Regions from separate parts of the Sus scrofa genome. Here region 2 is linked to region 1. Evidence: chromatin contacts called from public Hi-C data. All regions are on one chromosome and are shown on one strand. Each heading gives the region's core, a stretch centred on a gene start, on an enhancer-like site or on the middle of the called end of the contact. The rest is flanking DNA. Distances are from core to core; before and after follow the strand shown. Region 1 holds the start of FAM168A (protein FAM168A). Region 2 holds the start of EMSY (BRCA2-interacting transcriptional repressor EMSY).

Region 1 (2,559 bases), core at 40-2,539:
TCCCCACAGTGATCCCTAAAGAGTAGAAACAATTGCTATAAGAACTCAGATATAAGGAAAATCAATGTGTCTAAAATGTTCTGGGGAGGGTAGGACTTTGGCTTGAGTTTCAAGAATGAGTAGGAGAAAAGGAGGAAATAGGTGTGGAAAGACCAGAAGGAAAAATTTGAGAAGAGACAATAAAAATTGAGAAAGCCCTCCCTACTAACTTAATGTTCTTTTATGATTCTACATGACCACCATTCATTGTTTTAATAGTGGAAATGCTGAGCTCACAGAAAAACCAGGCAGTCTTGGATCACCACAGAGGGCAACAGAAAGCCATGGAAAGCTTTTAGGTAGCAAAGACAAATTGTTGTTGAATTTGGAAATTATATTTTGGAAAATAGTCTTAAAAGCTTAAAAACTTATGTGCTCTTTTTAAACAATGCAGGCAATATTAAAATAAAAGTTATTTGAAATCTGACACTTTTCTCCAAGATAATGACAGATTATTTTGGGAAACCTCTTTCCTGAAATCTTATATTGTCCCAAGCTTCACATAAATTGGATCATTCTAAACATACTGTTCTTAGCATTTCCCCCGCTCTAGAATAGATTTTGATGTCAAGAAACAGATTCATATCAGTATTTTGAATGGCTGCTTAGTAGTATATTGTTTGTATATGCAATTTACTTTAACCAGTTCCTATGGATGGACTCTATAATCAACAACCTCATATAACAACCTTGTGCATTCATCTTTTCCAAATTGTTGATTTTCTTTTTAAGGTAAATTCTTAAAAGTAATGAGGCTGCGTCAAGAGGTACGCTTTTTTTTTTCCTTTGGGTTCAAGGTGCCAAATCGTCCGGATTTGCAGAGAGACCAGGAGGAGCCGCTGCGTTTGTCTAGTGAGAGACAGTGGCGACGGAGATGGCGAAAAGAGTACAGACTCCAAGGTGAACTAGTCTATCTAGGCCTGTTCTCGATGGGTTGGCATATTTCCTTCCCTTTTTTCTCTCTTTCACTTCTTAGGCTTAACATGGAGGAAGAACTGAGAACTGCATCTCCCAGCGTTTCACAAGAACCACGCTCCCTGGGAACTGTAGTACAGAGTCTGAGAAGGGCCCGGAAGCAGGGCGCGAGGCTGTGAGGGCATGCTGGGAAATGTAGTTCGGCGGGAAGTGGTGGTAGTGGGGGGGTCTATATGGGAGTGTGCGCGTGCCCGCGAAGAGACGCCACAAACATGGTCCTTTGGGGGATGGGGCAGCGGGGCGACCTAATTTTCCCTCGTATGTGGTCTTTGAGTCTACAAAAGCCCCCCGCGGAGAGCTGGCTTTATTCCATTGTCTGTGACCGGGAAGAGAGCGGTCCCTCCGCAACGAGTGCGGGGGCGGGAGGCGCAGGCTGAGCGCGGGTCGGAGCGGGGCATGCCGGGAGTTGTGGTCCAGGCGCGCTGAGGCTGTGGGATGTGTCGCGGCGCCGCGCCGGCTCCTCCTTCCCAGCCCTTCTCAGCGGTCCCCCGCCCCTTCCCTCAGCCTCCTCCTCCCTCGCCCGCAGCCCAGCGTCCCCTCCCCCCACCCGTCGGGCTCCTCGGCGGCTACTGCAGAGGATTCAGAGCCGAGTCGCTGAGGAGGAGGAGGAGGCTCCCGGTCCCTGCGCGCCATCCGCCTCCTTACTGGACACGGGCGAGGGAGCGAGAGCGTCGCCTCCGTAGCCTTCAGAGAAGACAAGGGCATCGTCGTCTCAGCCGCCGCCGCCGCCGTTTTCGCCTGCAGCGGCTCACCGGTGAGGCGATCCCCCCCCTCCCAACGCCGGTCCGCTCTCCCTGAGCCTGGGCCGGTGGTACTGGGGAGAATGAGAGTCGGGGCACGGAGTGCCCTCGCGGGCTGGGGGAAGGGGGCTGAGGTTGCGATGGAACGGCGGGCTGGCCGGGGAGACTTGTCCTGGCGCGGGCTGGGGGTGGGGTGAGGGTGGGACACTAGCAGGTTGGGGGGGAGCGGCTAGGGAAGGGGACTTTTAATGGGGAGTGACCAGACCTGGGACAGGAGCGTGGGGTTGTAGGATTGGGGTGGAATTTGGGTGGTTTGGGGCGAAATGGATGATGAGACTGGAGGGGGATGGCTTCTAATGGGGGAGGGGACTGCGTGAGGGTGGTGAATTTGGGGTTGGCCTGGAGCAATTGACAGCTTGGGATCCGGGCCGGGTTGCGGGGTCGGGGGTTTATTTGAATAGAGAGTTGGATTACAGGGTTAGTAGGACCCTCGGGGGATGTTAATTAAGGAGGGCGGAATTTGAGGTGGACCTCGGGCTGGCTGATGAAGGTGGTAGGAGCTGGGGGTGAGGGGCTTGGCCTGGGTTGAGACCTGAGCTTGAAGTGGGCGCTTGCCATCTGGGGATGGTGGAATTTGTTGCGACTTATGGAATAGCGTGGCTTAGGAGAGCAGAGGTAGGTAGAATTGGGGGGTTTCCTGGGAAGTGCTTATGGAGGTTGGAAATAGTGGGGGCGGGACTTTCAATGAGGGAGTGTGAAGGTGAGCTGGCAGGAGGGGGGAAATAAGTTAGGCCGAAAAATGGGC
Region 2 (2,559 bases), core at 41-2,540, 2.6 Mb before region 1:
CCTGAATGAATGAATGCATGCATGCATGCATGCCTGAGCGAGCTCACTACCTATTCTAGGAGTCAAGCACCGACCCGAAATAACTGCTACATCCCGTTCCTGGCGCTGGGGCTGCAACTCCAACTCCATGCCTGGAGTTGAACCCCCTCCCCCTACTTCCCATAGTCCTCTGAGCTGAGAACCAACCCAGGGCAAGGAGAACAGGACTGCGCGCCCCAGTCGGCAGAATGACATAAAGAAAAGGGGTGGGGAGGAGGAAGAAGGGGCAGAGCCAAAGGAATCCGCTCCCTCCACAAGCCAGTCCCCGCCTCCCGACAGGATCTTGGAGGCGGCCGGCGACCGCCGGAATCAAGCACCACGTCACGGCATCCCGACGCGTCCCCGCCGGCGGACCCCACCGCGGGGCCGGACCGCACTGGAGACCTGGGCAGAGGTTCCCGGAGCGGGCTCCGGGAACCCGAATCCTATCTAATCCTTCCCCTTACTCAAGTGTCAAGGAGGCAAGCCCGCCCCGCCCCCTCCCCAAACACGCACTCACTCCCGCAGCACCACAACAAGAGCAGCCCGCCCACCCTCCTCACCGATGCCACTCAGTACCCACTTCAATGTCAAGCTTGCGACCCAAGTCCTCGCAGGACCAGTAGCCGGAGGCAGGGGCCCCGGGAGGCATCAGCGCCTCGCTCCCTCCTCAGCACAGAGGACAACGGAAAGAAACAGTGGACGCTCGGACAGCCAGGCAGACGACCGAGACTTACCGGGAGGCTCCCAGAGCTGGACCCCCGCAATCCCAGCACCAGGCGTGCCAGAGCCCCCCTCAGCCCACCTCGGGGAGCCCCACGATCCCGTTAGGAGACAACGGAGGATGGGACTGGCCACCCCAAGCCGGGCTCCGACTGCTTGGTCCGGCGCTCCTCCAGACTGGCTACCCTGCCAGCTCTTCCCAGCGCCCTGTCTGAGAGTCACTCACCTGCCCGGCCTTTCTGGGCTCATCTAAAAGGCTCCTCCGCCAAAACTAGGGGACACCAGGAATTGGGTTTGTTTGCGGTGCCTCAGAAGGGGCAAGATGGCGACAGGTATCAGGGCGCAGGCGCAGCGGCGCGCTGCCAGTCGGGAGGTGTAGTTTGCCTTTCCCGCCTTTCGGAGAACGGACACCAGAAGGCCTCCATTCTCCGCGTCCCTCTTTTCCTCCAGGTTTTGAAAGGAAAGGAGAGACCTCGCAGGGAGTGCTGGGAGTTGTGGTCCGAGGCCAAACGCCCTCCTCTTTCGCTCTCAGAGTGCAGTCGCACGCGCAAGGAAGGCTGGGATTGTAGTTTCCCTGGCGTCTTCTCCAACCCCTCCTCGCCGCTTCTCGCGCCTCTCCTCCGCTGCGATCTCTGAGCCAATGGGCTGCGCTCTCCGCTACGTGTGGCGTCACACGTACCGGTCAAGATGGCGTCGGCGGATGGAGCTGAGGTTTTCCCGCGACCTTTACCCTGGTGGGGGGGTGTTAGGGGCAGTGGGAAAGCAGCTTCGTGCCGGTATGGCCGTATAGGGTTAGGATCGGATTCCTCAGCGGCTTGGGAGCAATTCTAAGCGGCTTCCAGGCCCGCCAGCCGCAGCTGGAGGAGAGAGAATCCACGCTACGAGACGTGTCACCGTGGACAACCTAGTGGCGCGGACCCGATCTGGAGGGGGCGCGGAATTGCAAGTGGAGAAGGACAATTCGAGCGTTCTCGACTTCGGGTTTCAACCCGTGTCCAGTGGGAATGCTAGTGCTCTATCTGTCAGAGGCAAGAAGGCAAAGGCATTTGTTTGAGGCTCTGCGGCGTGGTAGGTTCACTCTTCAGCCTTTGTTCTTATTTAACTACAGAACAAGTGTGTGAAGAGGGTATTGTCGCTCCTATTTTACAGATGAAAAAAAAGGGTCCAGTATATAGTTAATGGCTGCCAAAGATCGAAGCCAGTGCCTGCTATTGTTGAAGGTCCATTCGAGTGTTGTGACTGCCCGCCCTTGTAATTTTGTACATAACATCGAATCTGATTTTTCTAAAAAAATGTTCAAGTGGGAAGGAGTGTTTTCTTGTAAAATATTGGGTTAATATTATCCTATGGGGATGTTGTGAGGTACAGCGTAGGAGAAAATTGTTTTTCAATTTTGGACCACTGTACAAACGTGAGGCTGTACTTGAATGGAGATGTAAATTACGAAGAGAAAATAAATAACAGCATTTGTGTGCTATTTGCTCATTAGCTAAAAATCTTTTCTGAGGCCCAGGAAAGTGGTTATTGTTAAGAACTTTTGGAAAGATGGTGAATGAAACTTTAATATAGTTTAACATACGTTGTTTGAGGTGAGGCTCATAGTATCTTAGTGAGGCAGGTATAATTCAGAGTACCCCCTACTATGAATGCGAAAAACACAGATAGTCAAGAATTCACCAAATTTCACAAAGCTGGGAATTGAAGAGAATTGGGCTTTATAATCCCCGGTCTTCTGACTTCAAGTGTCTTCCTCTAAGACGAATGTCAGGGTGACAGGTAGTGGAGTAGAAATGGAAAGACAGGCTGCTTTCCAAAGAT

Evidence for each region. Hi-C and Micro-C count contacts between places; a contact is called where the count stands out from the background.
Region 2: a Hi-C map of liver shows a contact between it and region 1, with 10 times the contacts expected there. The contact joins the promoter of EMSY here to the promoter of FAM168A in region 1. A contact is called at or near these places in 1 of 5 promoter capture datasets (liver) and 1 of 47 Hi-C or Micro-C datasets (liver).

Annotation. Positions count from the first base shown.
Region 1 is chr9:8,070,741-8,073,299 of Sscrofa11.1, reverse strand. FAM168A (protein FAM168A) reads left to right here and starts at 1,289. Exons shown (of 8, transcript XM_021062480.1): 1 at 1,289-1,768.
Region 2 is chr9:10,626,784-10,629,342 of Sscrofa11.1, reverse strand. It overlaps EMSY (BRCA2-interacting transcriptional repressor EMSY), which reads right to left and starts at 1,290. Exons shown (of 20, transcript XM_021062538.1): 1 at 968-1,290. It overlaps LOC102163793 (a long non-coding RNA gene), which reads left to right and starts at 1,374. Exons shown (of 3, transcript XR_001298634.2): 1 at 1,374-1,809.